Linked DNA regions of Capsicum annuum: region 2 is linked to region 1. Evidence: chromatin contacts called from public Hi-C data. All regions are on one chromosome and are shown on one strand. Each heading gives the region's core, a stretch centred on a gene start, on an enhancer-like site or on the middle of the called end of the contact. The rest is flanking DNA. Distances are from core to core; before and after follow the strand shown.

Region 1 (5,739 bases), core at 2,737-5,236:
TATTTCTTGTGCCATCAACACATTCTAGTTAATACTCCTACCCTTCACAAAACCACTTTGATTGGGAGAGAGGATACCAGGAAGTAAACCAACAATCCTTTCATGCAATACTGCTGATATTATTTTGTTAGCAAAAGTACTTAATCTTATAGGTCCCAGGTCTCCAAAAGTTTCAACAATTTTCTTCTTAGGAATAAGAAGCAAATTGGTATGAGTTATAAACCTTGGGATCTATTGACCACAAAAGAACGACTTCACCATATTTGTAACATCCTCTGCAATGATGTCCCAATAGGATTAAAAGAATTGTCCAGAGAAACCATTAGGACCACTAGCACTCTCCCCATTTAAAGCAAAAACCACCAACTTTACTTCTTCCCTGGATGGTATTCTAACCATGTGCTCATTCTGCTCCTGTGTAATCATATTAGGAGTACATTGGATCAATTCTTTGTTTTCTCCTTCCTACTCTTAAGTAAACTGTTTGATGAAAAAATTAACAGCCTCTTCTCCTATATTCTAGGTTGTACTAATCATGTCACCTTGCATTGTCTCAATTTCTGACAGCTACATTTTCTTTCATCTTCCCTTCACATATGAGTGAAAATATTTTATATTCTTATCTCCATCTTTAAACCACCTCATTCCTGCTTTTTGTTTTCAATATTCCTCCTCCATGTATAGATATCTTTTAAAGTCAGCTTCTACCATATTCGGTTTTGATCTATTTTCATCTGAAGGACAAATCTTCAATTGAATCTCCTTTGATTTGATCATATCTTCCAGCATAGCAATTTTTTTTTTTAAAATATCTCCATAACTTCTTTTGCACCAATGTGATAATATAGATTTCACCTTTTTTATATTTTCATGCATAACAGTAAAAGGTGATCCTGGAATTTCTCTTCTCCATACCTCTTCTATCACTTGAATAAAGTCCTTATGCTTTACCCAAAAATTCATAAACCTAAAAGGTTTTACTACTCTTTCCTGAGATGAATTACATATAACATGTAGTGGAGCATGGTTAGAGCCTTGTCTAATCAAATGATGCACTTCACTGTTGGGAAGAAGATGCATAATTTCACCATTTCCAAATACTCTGTCAAGCCTTTTAAAAATACATTCCTCTTCTATTCTTCCATTCCACGTATCATTGCTACCTGTGAACTCATTTAGAGCACATGTACTAATACAACTCACAAAATTAATAGTTTCTTTTTGAGTAACTGGTAATCCACCTAGCTTTTTTGCCTCATCCATAATAGTGTTGAAATCTCACCCTACTAAGCATGGACATTGCAATTGATCTACAACCCATTCCAAATCATTCCATAATTCCAGCCTCTCCAGAGCACTGCATCTTACATAAACTGCAGAAATGCAAATATTTTCATTTGTTCCCTTTCTTTGAAATTTTATTGTAATTTCTTGAATTAAGTTTGACAAGTCTTCAACCTCCCAGCCATCTTCCCAAAATATCCATATCTCAGCAGAATAATTCACTTTAGCATTTGATAATCCTAATTTCCTTCTATATTCTTCTATTTTATTTGGACTTTGAAAAGGCTCAAATAAAGTTATATAAGAGTATTAATGTCTCTTATGTAGGTCTACTGGCCTCTCAAAAGATTTTTGAGTTTTAACAAACCTAATATTCCAAAAAATCACCTTATTAATCATTGATCAGTAGTAAAAGAGGACCCCTTCTTTCTTTTTGTATTTATTTATGACTGTTGAAGTCCTGGCTTACCATCCTTATTGGATTTTTGTTTTATCTTTCTAGTTTGTCTAGGTGATAAATCACATTCCTTGCTCACTTGCTCTATGTTGAGATCAATACTTTCATCTTCTTCTTCGTGTTGCTTGTGATTGACTTTCTTCTCTGAAATATTTTTAAGGCTAGGTACTGATGATGTTTCTTCTTGATCTTCCTCCCTTATTTGTTGTATCTTGTCACTTATTTGTTGATCTTCTTGTAATGGGTTCTTCTCCTCATTATTTTTCTTTTGACTTGACATTACAGGAATACTATCAACTATTTTATTTTTTTGTTCCACCGATTTCTCCAGATTGTGTATGACTTTGTGAGTGCTTTGTGCATCATGTTAACTGTTGTTCTGTGTTGTGTCACCTGTTTGCTCCATAAGATCCTTCATCTTACCTCCTCCATTTTTATTTGTTTCCAGGAACTTTAGCTTTTCTTTATTATCTTCCTCATTGATACCAACTATCTTTTCCCCATTACTTTCCTCCAATGCCCCAAATTTATTCTCCCCAACAACTTATTTATTCAATTGGCATGGATTTCATTCATATCTTCCTCTATTAAATTATCTTCCCCTTCTAAAAGCATTTTTTTCCTCTTTGAATTCAACCTCTCCCTTCTTTGTAATTTTTTGTTTATCTTCCTGAGATTGGACATTAGCATTTGAATTTAGATGTTGCTCAGCAAACTTCCCCTTTCTGACTTCTCCACCTTATTATAATCCTTGTTTTCACTTTCCTCTTCATATTTTAGGTATAATTCTGGATGTAGTACAAAACACTCCTTATTATGCCCTTGAAGCTTGCATGTCTTGCAGTATTTAGGTACATAATCATACCTAATATGGATCTACTTTTCTTTGATGTCCCCATTCTTTATCCTCATACCCTTATTAATTTTCTTTGGAAAATCACCTAATAGATCTACCACCACCTTGACCCTTGCACAGCTGGGTCTGGTGTATGACTAAGTCAACTTGTAAAGGTTTCCCAATAGTTGAAGCAAGAGAGAAAACTACTTTATTACCAAAGAAATTAGGAGGAAGTGAAGAGAATGATATCCAAGCAATAGCAACAGGTATTTCTTCCTCCGGATCAAATAAAGACTCCCATTTCAAAGTACGCATAGGGTAAGAGTAATAGTTATGAGTAATATAGAATTGTGATTTTGAAAGAAGGTGAACGTAATCATCTAATCTTGTAGCCCTTATCAAAATATAACAATTACTTAACAGACCAATGTTCACTTCTTAGACCAATGTTAACAAAACAATCTTAAAATTACTTAACAAAATATAACGATTATCAAAATAGTGTGATTACTTATCAGACCAATGTTAATAGACCAATGTTCAAAATATAACAATTACTTAACTGACCAGTGAGGCCATTGATTCGATCAAAGTAGGCAAATTAGGGTTTGACGGCCATGGTTTGAATATTACCAGTATTTTTATACTAATCAGACATTCATGAGATGTAATTTAAACTTCAATAGAGAGAGAGGCTATAAAATATGAGATGGACTACATGTACATAGTGTGGATGTGAGGGATAGTACATGCATCTATAGATCATGGATGATCAAGGGAGTACCTTGTCCATATGGGATTGTAACCATACTTTATAAGAAATAGAAACCAATTGATTTTATTGATAGCTGCTATAGTAAGGAGACTTATCTCATATTGCTAGAGCCAACAAATCCTCATGTGGAGCAACCACTTGTTAAACCTATGCTTAGTAGGTCAAACAAGATTAGGAATAGAGAGTTTAGTGAGACCAAAAAGTGTGGAAATATGTCAATAAAGGGGTTAACATGATTTATAGCATATGTCAATAAAAAAATCAAAACAAAAAAGGTTTTCCTTTAAAGGTGTGATAACTTTAGATGACTTGTATAATTTATTTGTAGTTTGATTATTTTTGAATATGTGACAGTTTTACCTCTTTTTTGTAGGATTCTATTAGACCAAGTGGTGGTGTTGTTGGACCAAGTGATGTACCAAGTACTTCAAAACCTAGAGGGAGGCCAAGAAACATTCTTATTACTACAGATGCACCTCCTAGACCTAGATAAAGGCCAAGGAAAATCAAGTGATAATATTTAAGCACCTTCTACACCTATGGAAAGGCTAAGAAAGACAACACAGGTCGAACACGTTGCAACACTTTCTACACCTAAGGAAAGGCCTTATGAACCAATTGCAGGAGCTGCAAGAGGCATGGAAAGAGCTGCACTAGCTGTAAGAGGCATGAGAAGAGTTGCACCACATGTAGCAGCTGCACCAAATGCAAGAGGTAAAGGAAGAGGTGTTGAATATGGTGCTGAAGATGCAAGAGAAAGGATAAGGGGTATTGAACATGTTTCATAAGCTACAAGAGGTAGAGGAAGTGGTAGAGGAGTAGCACCAGTTGCAACAGCGGCAAGAGGCAAAGGTGGACCTAGAAAAACACCTCTTGGTAACATAAGAGTGCCAAGAAGGAAACCTTTGCATGAGTGGTTATAAAATCAAATAAGTTACAGTACTCATGCTCCATCAAATATACTTTCTTCACCTATTTATGTTCCACCAAATTCATCTGCTTCACATGTTCATGCTCCACCAAATCTACCTATTCATGCTCAATTTAGTACATGCAGTGGAAGAGCAGCTAGTAAAAGGCCAAAGATAGTTAAAATGGGTGTTTTAATTACTAAAAATGGTTTCACAACATATAATGTAAGTTTTGTCAACAAAATTTAAGTTAAATTTGTCTTAAAGGATTACCTGTGTGTAAATTTCTTTATTTATTTGTCTGCAGTTTGGGTTGCCAAATAGTATAATACTACATACTGATTCAGAACAATCTATAAGGTCTGTTGATGTTATTGGGGACCTTGATTACAAATCAAAAATAGGAGTAAGGTGGAGGGATAAAAAAACAATGACCGGAAACTAGCTTGAAGTGATGAGAGATGAGATGAGAATGAATAAAAGGCAAAAAATGACATCTTCACAATTCAAGCCATAGTGGAAGTAGTTTTAAAATTTTGGTAGTTTTTTAGATTAAAACTGATATTGTACTGTTAATGGGGTAGGTTATTTTGACAAACAATGTGATTTACTTTTGCAAGGTCATATATTGTAAAGTTTTTATGATTCACTTGAATGTTGCATCTCAAATATTTGTGCAGTAATTTGAATTGACTTTTATTGCACTTGAAAGTTGCATCTCAAACAGTTATGCACTAATTTTGTGTAGAATTCTTGCACTTGCCATTATAGTTGAATGTTTCTATAAATTTGTATCTATTATTTGTGGTGCTATCAGAAGTTTCTATCAACTTTGGAATAATGAACATAGCTCAACAAAATTAGCAAAATCAATAAGTACTCAAAGAAGTTTGCATATTCAACTAGGATATTTCATTCTACAAAATCAAGTTCAAGCCACCATTCAATAAGAAAAACTATCAACGACAAATTCATATTATAATACTACACAAAACACTTCAACTTGCTATTTTGATCCATATAGCAGTACACATCATGAAGATACACACCATGAAAATAATATTAAAGCTCTCTTTCTTCTTCACTTCTATCATCTTCTCTGGTGTATTTTTCACCCTGTCTTTCTTCTTAACAAATGAGTTAGATTGTTCTTTCATTTGAGTGAATGTAAATTTCGTTTCCATCTCTATCATTTCCCGATCATTTTATCTCAATAACTAATTCTCTCTTCATCTTTATTATCTTCAATGGTTCATTCATGTCCTTTACTTTCTTCACCATCTTTGGAATAATGAACTTAGATAGTTATTCAACCATACCATCCATCCAAAGAAAAAAGTTACACTTATTTGATCCATAATATGGGTAAGACCGAAATCTTCTTCCCGAATTATTATTATTGGAACAAGAAGTATTCAAATGGAGTGAGAGACCATGATTGCATCGCACCTCCACATTCAAAAATGGATCTTCC
Region 2 (5,470 bases), core at 1,365-3,864, 53 kb after region 1:
AAGTCCGAGTATTTCTAAGCCTCTACAATTATGAAACGCTCTTTGTCCGTGGTTCCCTCGGGCACCTCAAGAGCATCCTCACTAGTGAACCTTTGAAGACATAGTGTTGTGAGGTAGAAGAACATCTTCTGCTGTCAATGCCCGCAAATTTTTCAGACTTCTCCGCAGGTGCCATTGGTTGTAGAGCATTTGCTCGACTTGTTGAGGCAATACTAGTTGCCCCCACAGTCGTAGCCGCATCTTGCATTCAACTTTTGTTAATCATTTTTTCTGTCACCACAAGATAATAAAATTTAGTATTTTTAGAATACTACTTATAAAGTTAAGCAACTTTAAACTGTTCTTCTTGTTTCTAGTTAACGATGAAGTTTTTATGACTTCCAATCGTCAACCGTATGATCTTTAACTTGTGATGAAGATTTTATATCTTCGAATCACTAGTTAAGTTCAAACGGAGTAGAAAGCTTAAAGCTTTAATCTCCAAAAACAAGCAATACATATTTTGCAAGATTATTCCTTAAGATTGTTATTTTATGGTGTATTTCGGGTACAAGAATCTGTATTTTGGTACAACAACTTCAACACTAGTTCAAGTTTAAAACAAGAACACTATGAAGTACAAAAATTTCCTCAACACAAGATCAAACTGATCTTTCTAAGAAGTGTGTTTTATTTTTTCAGAAATTAAGATGAAACAGAAATATAAAGCCAAGTCCCCCGACTTCACGGAGTATCCTTAAGGAATAATTTCCCTCACTGTACCCGAGGTTTTGGAATCTTTCTCCCAGGATAAAATGGATTTCAATCCAACTATAGTGGTACCTCAAATAATTGAATTCGTCGAACTCACTCAACGATTTGATTGATCACAAAGAATGTTTTGAAAACAAGAAGAGTTTTTATTTTAGAAAGTTCTTCATTCATTTCTAAACCTGTGGATGAAAGCAGGTTTATATAGCCATCAGATGACTCTTCTGAAAGGTGGCAATGGTTCGCTTAAAAGGTGTATCCTTTAGAAGAGTCATGTCTGTTCAGTCAAAACATTGTGTTTTTTTCTGAACAGACACAACTATCTGAACAGTCACCTTTTCTAAAATAATGTCTTTTGCTCAAAGGTCGTGTCCCTCAATTTTCCATTCACACCAATTAAACCCAACAAGATCTTTGCAGCTAATATGAAGTCAATTAAACCTTGCGTATTTAGGTACAAAGCAGCTAATATGAAATCATAAACTTGAACTTTTGGCTCCGTTCTAATGATTTTCGTTGTGAAATCTGCAAGGAACGTCGGGTTTCACTTCGTCCAAGCGTGCCCCTTCTTCTTCACTACTCCGGAGCTTTGAGGCAACCCTAAGGAATTTTTACAATGAAGCCTTGTTTTGGTTTACAACTGATAGGGCAAGGGTAATTAAAACTCGAGTGAACTGCTTCTGTTTTCAGCTTCCTTCTATAATGGCCTGAAGGTCGTTACCATTGTGCCGCTAAGTTTTTGTTACAATGGAATGACGTCAGTCCATCCAAAAAATTTTTACTCCAAATTTATTTAACTAAGTCTTTTACGTATCTATGTTAAAGATATTAATGAAGTTTTCGTATTGCGGATATCTACGAACGCGATGATTTTTAGTAACAACGGAATGGATCATTACAACATTACAAAAGGCTAAGAGCAAGATATGGAAATGTTTTTTCTATTAATGAAGAAAGTTCAAGTCCTGGAATTATTTGTGGTTCATGTCTTTGAATATTTTTGTTCTTAATTTTATCATATTTTCAAATAGATTGGAAAAATATGTTATCCTTGTTGGTTTGAAGTCTGTTATCATTGTAAAATTGGGAAAATTTAATATTATCCTGGTAAATTAGAAATATCATTTTCCTTGCAGGATTTACTTAAAATCTGTATGAAAGCATTGTAATTAGAGACCTCTTGTATTGCAGTATTTCTTGGTTATGGTGAAAAACTCTCTCTACTTTTGCCTTTAGAAGTAATCTCTGTAACCCCATTAAATCTTTTTATTTGGTATGAAAAAAAATCTTTTTCATGAAGAATGTTTTGTTTTTCAGGGAACAAGGAACAAGTGGATTTCCTATTTTTTTTTGTTTTTGTAGACAGAGAAATTTTGTGAGACTCTAGAAGACCAATTTAATTTCTGTTAGAGTTCTTGTAGGCAAGTTTACTTAAAACCTAGCTTGGGGCTACTCTACTTTAAAACTTAAATTATTATGCCTACATAAAGGGACAAATATTCTCTTGAAAAGATATCTAGAATATCCATAAACTCTTGATACTCACTAAGAGATCATCATATGTTTGAGAAATACGCTACTAACGATGCTCGGATCGTGAAAAAATTTCGAAGAGAAGAATCAAGGGAATAACAGAGTTGTACCCATATATCAATGAAATTTCTTGTTTCATCATATTTGTTTTGTGATTGTGTAGTTTTAGGACATTATGATTTATGCAAACAGTGTTCGACACAAAGAAGTAAAAAAATATTATCTTAAAATCATTTGTATGAAATTAAAAAAAATACTTGAGAGGTGGCGGTAGGAGGTAGAGGTGTGGGGTGGTCGTGATGGGGTAAAGATGAGATGTCTAGGATAAAGAGGACCCAATCAACATAAAATAACGATTGTGGAGACGATTAGTCCGGCTAGCTATTTTCTGTCATCTTTTTGAATGTGTATGTCTTCGAGGGTAATGTTGCACCCTTACTTGAGAAATAATTGGTCTTACCGTCTTAGAGTCTCTAATTTTGAGAGTAAACTTAATTCTAGCCAATTTTAAGAGTTAAAGGTATAACTTAAAATTATATCTTATTTATTACAGTAAGTAGTATTATCAAGAAGCAATGTGACGCTATAGTCTGATTGCCCATCCACTCAAGTTAACTCAGAGCTATAGAAAATTACCTTCGAAGTAAAATATAGCAGATCTTATTATGACCATCACACAAAAGGACCTTATGTCATGTGATGGTGAAAAAGTTGACGACATAAGAGTAGAAAGTTTCACCCAGAAAATCAAGCGGTCATATCACATCACTATAGAATCAAAGCAAACTTACGTAGTCAAAAAGAAAAATCAACCTCAAATTCTGGTACAAGGACTTTGAAGAATCCAAAATTTTGTAAGTGGTAGCTAAGCAATTAGTCTAGTACTAGTTACATCCTAAAATTTTGTAAGTGGCAGCTATGCAATTAGTCTAGTACTCTAGTACTAGTTGCTTTGCTTGGCAGTATGAATTTTTTGAAAAAAAAAAGAAGTAAATAAAGATGCTTTCGTACATTTTAACTGAATTTGGTACCTCCAACACATTATATTCGTACTAATTGAGGTCCCCACACAAAACAGTGTGTTTTACTTACTGCGTCCTCCGTTTCATAATAAATGAATTGTTGAATTTTGACACATATATTAAGAAAAAAATATTAAAGACATAAATTTAACACAACTTTCTATTTTTACCTTCAAAAAAGAAAAAGTTGACCTTGTAATATCTTTTCAAAAGTTAATTGGTTGTCAAATCATAAAGGTAAATTTTGAAAAAAATTCAACGATTTACTTATTTTGAAACACCAATAAATATCCCAACAATTCACTTATTCCGAAACAAAGAAGTGATAGTTTGATTATTTGTCCTATTGTCTCTGCCTTATGTCTACACTTTAGTGTAAGTGCTGCTAAAATCCATTGATTTGTGTCCAAAAATTGTAATTTCTGACCGTGGTAATAAAATCAGCTTATAAAATTGTGATTCGGTCTATTTGTTTATATTTGGATGGAGTAATGATTCACTTAATTTAATTTATTTTGATTCACTAACTGGATTGACCTGAAGTCCAAATTGACCTATGACAAAAAAAATTTAAAATATTTTTAAATGACTTTTAATTTCAAATATTGTATATAGTCATAATATAAGAAAAAAAGTTGTAGTAGGTTCTCAAATAAATTATATAAAAAAATAACTAAAAAATTTAGAACTTGTTAAAGATTGTGTAGATCGAGTTATGAATCGATCTTTAACCCATTCAGTCCAACTATTTCAGCCTAAGCAACATTTGAGCGGTTCATTAACTCACTCATTGATTAATTCGATTTAGTTTAAATTGCATATTCATTTATTAACTCACACTATTTTAACATGCCCAAATTCAATACAATCCGTTTATTTGACACCATTAATTGTATCCCCAAAGCAAAAAATACTATAATCCACTCAATTGTGACATAAAATCCCCTTTTAAACTCCTTTTATTCGAAAGATGAATAAGATGCTCAGTAAATTTGAATGAAATAAAAAAAGCATACGTCCTTCTTGGTACCTTGTAGATTCCTCTTACGTACTAATGGAAGGAGTCACTTCTATGTCTTTTCTTTAAAACAAAATTATTGTCTGTTGACATTCCATGTTTACCATTTTATTTTTTTTTAAAAAAAAAAAAAAAACTACTAAGATGAAATTTGAGGAGAATTTACTTGGTAACTTGTATATATATGTTTCGATCGCTTCGTGACACTAACCTTTTTTGTGGTTCATAACACTCTGTTTACCTCCCTTATTTTAAGTTTATTATCTATCGTAACAATTGTTTAACTTCTTACGTGCTTAGAATTAATAAAAGGAATTATGATTTGCTTTATTTATCCTTACTAATATATGTTTAATTTTACTTAAATTCTTCGCAAATTGAAATCCTAAATTCATCTGCTTCATTTTGGGCCGGAGTTCATTCTCCCTTATCAAACTTAATTGTTGCCGGAAACTGCTTGAAAAGAAAGCCAGATGAAAATATTTTTGTTGAACAGAGTTATGTGATATATGCGTATTGATGGAAGGTAACAATAGTATTCTCTGAAATTAATCAAGATATATACAAGATAATCCCGACACCATAGTTAATAAAAAAACACAAGCATCATATTGTAAATGGGGGTAAAAACTGTCAAGTTCTTTTGAGATGCTATTACTAATATGGGAATGGATAAAAGGTACACATAACACACGTATGAATGAATTATTGTATTTTTCACTTCAATAGGAATTGGTGAAGTAAATATACTTGTTTATCAGTACATGTAGTATAAATTCTGAAATAAAATAATATTTATAATCTTCAAAGTTCAAACTTTGACTTATAGAAATACACCTTCATTTTTTCTTTTCGTTGATGGAGACATGAGGTCTTGTAGTTATCCAAATGAATTGAAAATTCAAAGAAAACATGACTGACTGATCTCCAGAATGATGAGATATAAGTCAAATTGAATGAGAAAGTTTCAAAAAACTTACATATAGTAAGTAGCTAACATTCATTAGTATTCTCAAACAAAAGTTTCACATGTCTATTAATGGAAAGTAAAAGCTGAGTAAGGAAAAAAGGAGCAAAATATATACTGTCAACCTATTACACCTACATGTATATATGTTGAGTTAGTATGCGGATTCTGCAAAAATGT

What was found. Hi-C and Micro-C count contacts between places; a contact is called where the count stands out from the background.
Region 2: a Hi-C map of leaf shows a contact between it and region 1, with 2.4 times the contacts expected there. The contact joins two enhancer-like sites. A contact is called at or near these places in 4 of 5 Hi-C or Micro-C datasets (bud, leaf and placenta).

The regions. Positions count from the first base shown.
Region 1 is chr4:186,347,590-186,353,328 of UCD10Xv1.1, forward strand. LOC107867660 (a long non-coding RNA gene) reads left to right here. Exons shown (of 3, transcript XR_007054317.1): 2 at 3,728-4,490; 3 at 4,573-5,251. Among protein-coding and RNA genes, the nearest start is that of LOC107867660, 9.4 kb to the left of the region's middle. Within about 2 kb of position 3,987, at least 3 of the 5 cell types and tissues checked have an H3K27ac peak or open chromatin away from gene starts, as enhancers often do. A contact at or near this core is called in leaf, where this site is marked.
Region 2 is chr4:186,401,882-186,407,351 of UCD10Xv1.1, forward strand. No RefSeq gene overlaps it. Among protein-coding and RNA genes, the nearest start is that of LOC107867661, 13 kb to the right of the region's middle. Within about 2 kb of position 2,615, at least 2 of the 5 cell types and tissues checked have an H3K27ac peak or open chromatin away from gene starts, as enhancers often do. A contact at or near this core is called in leaf, where this site is marked.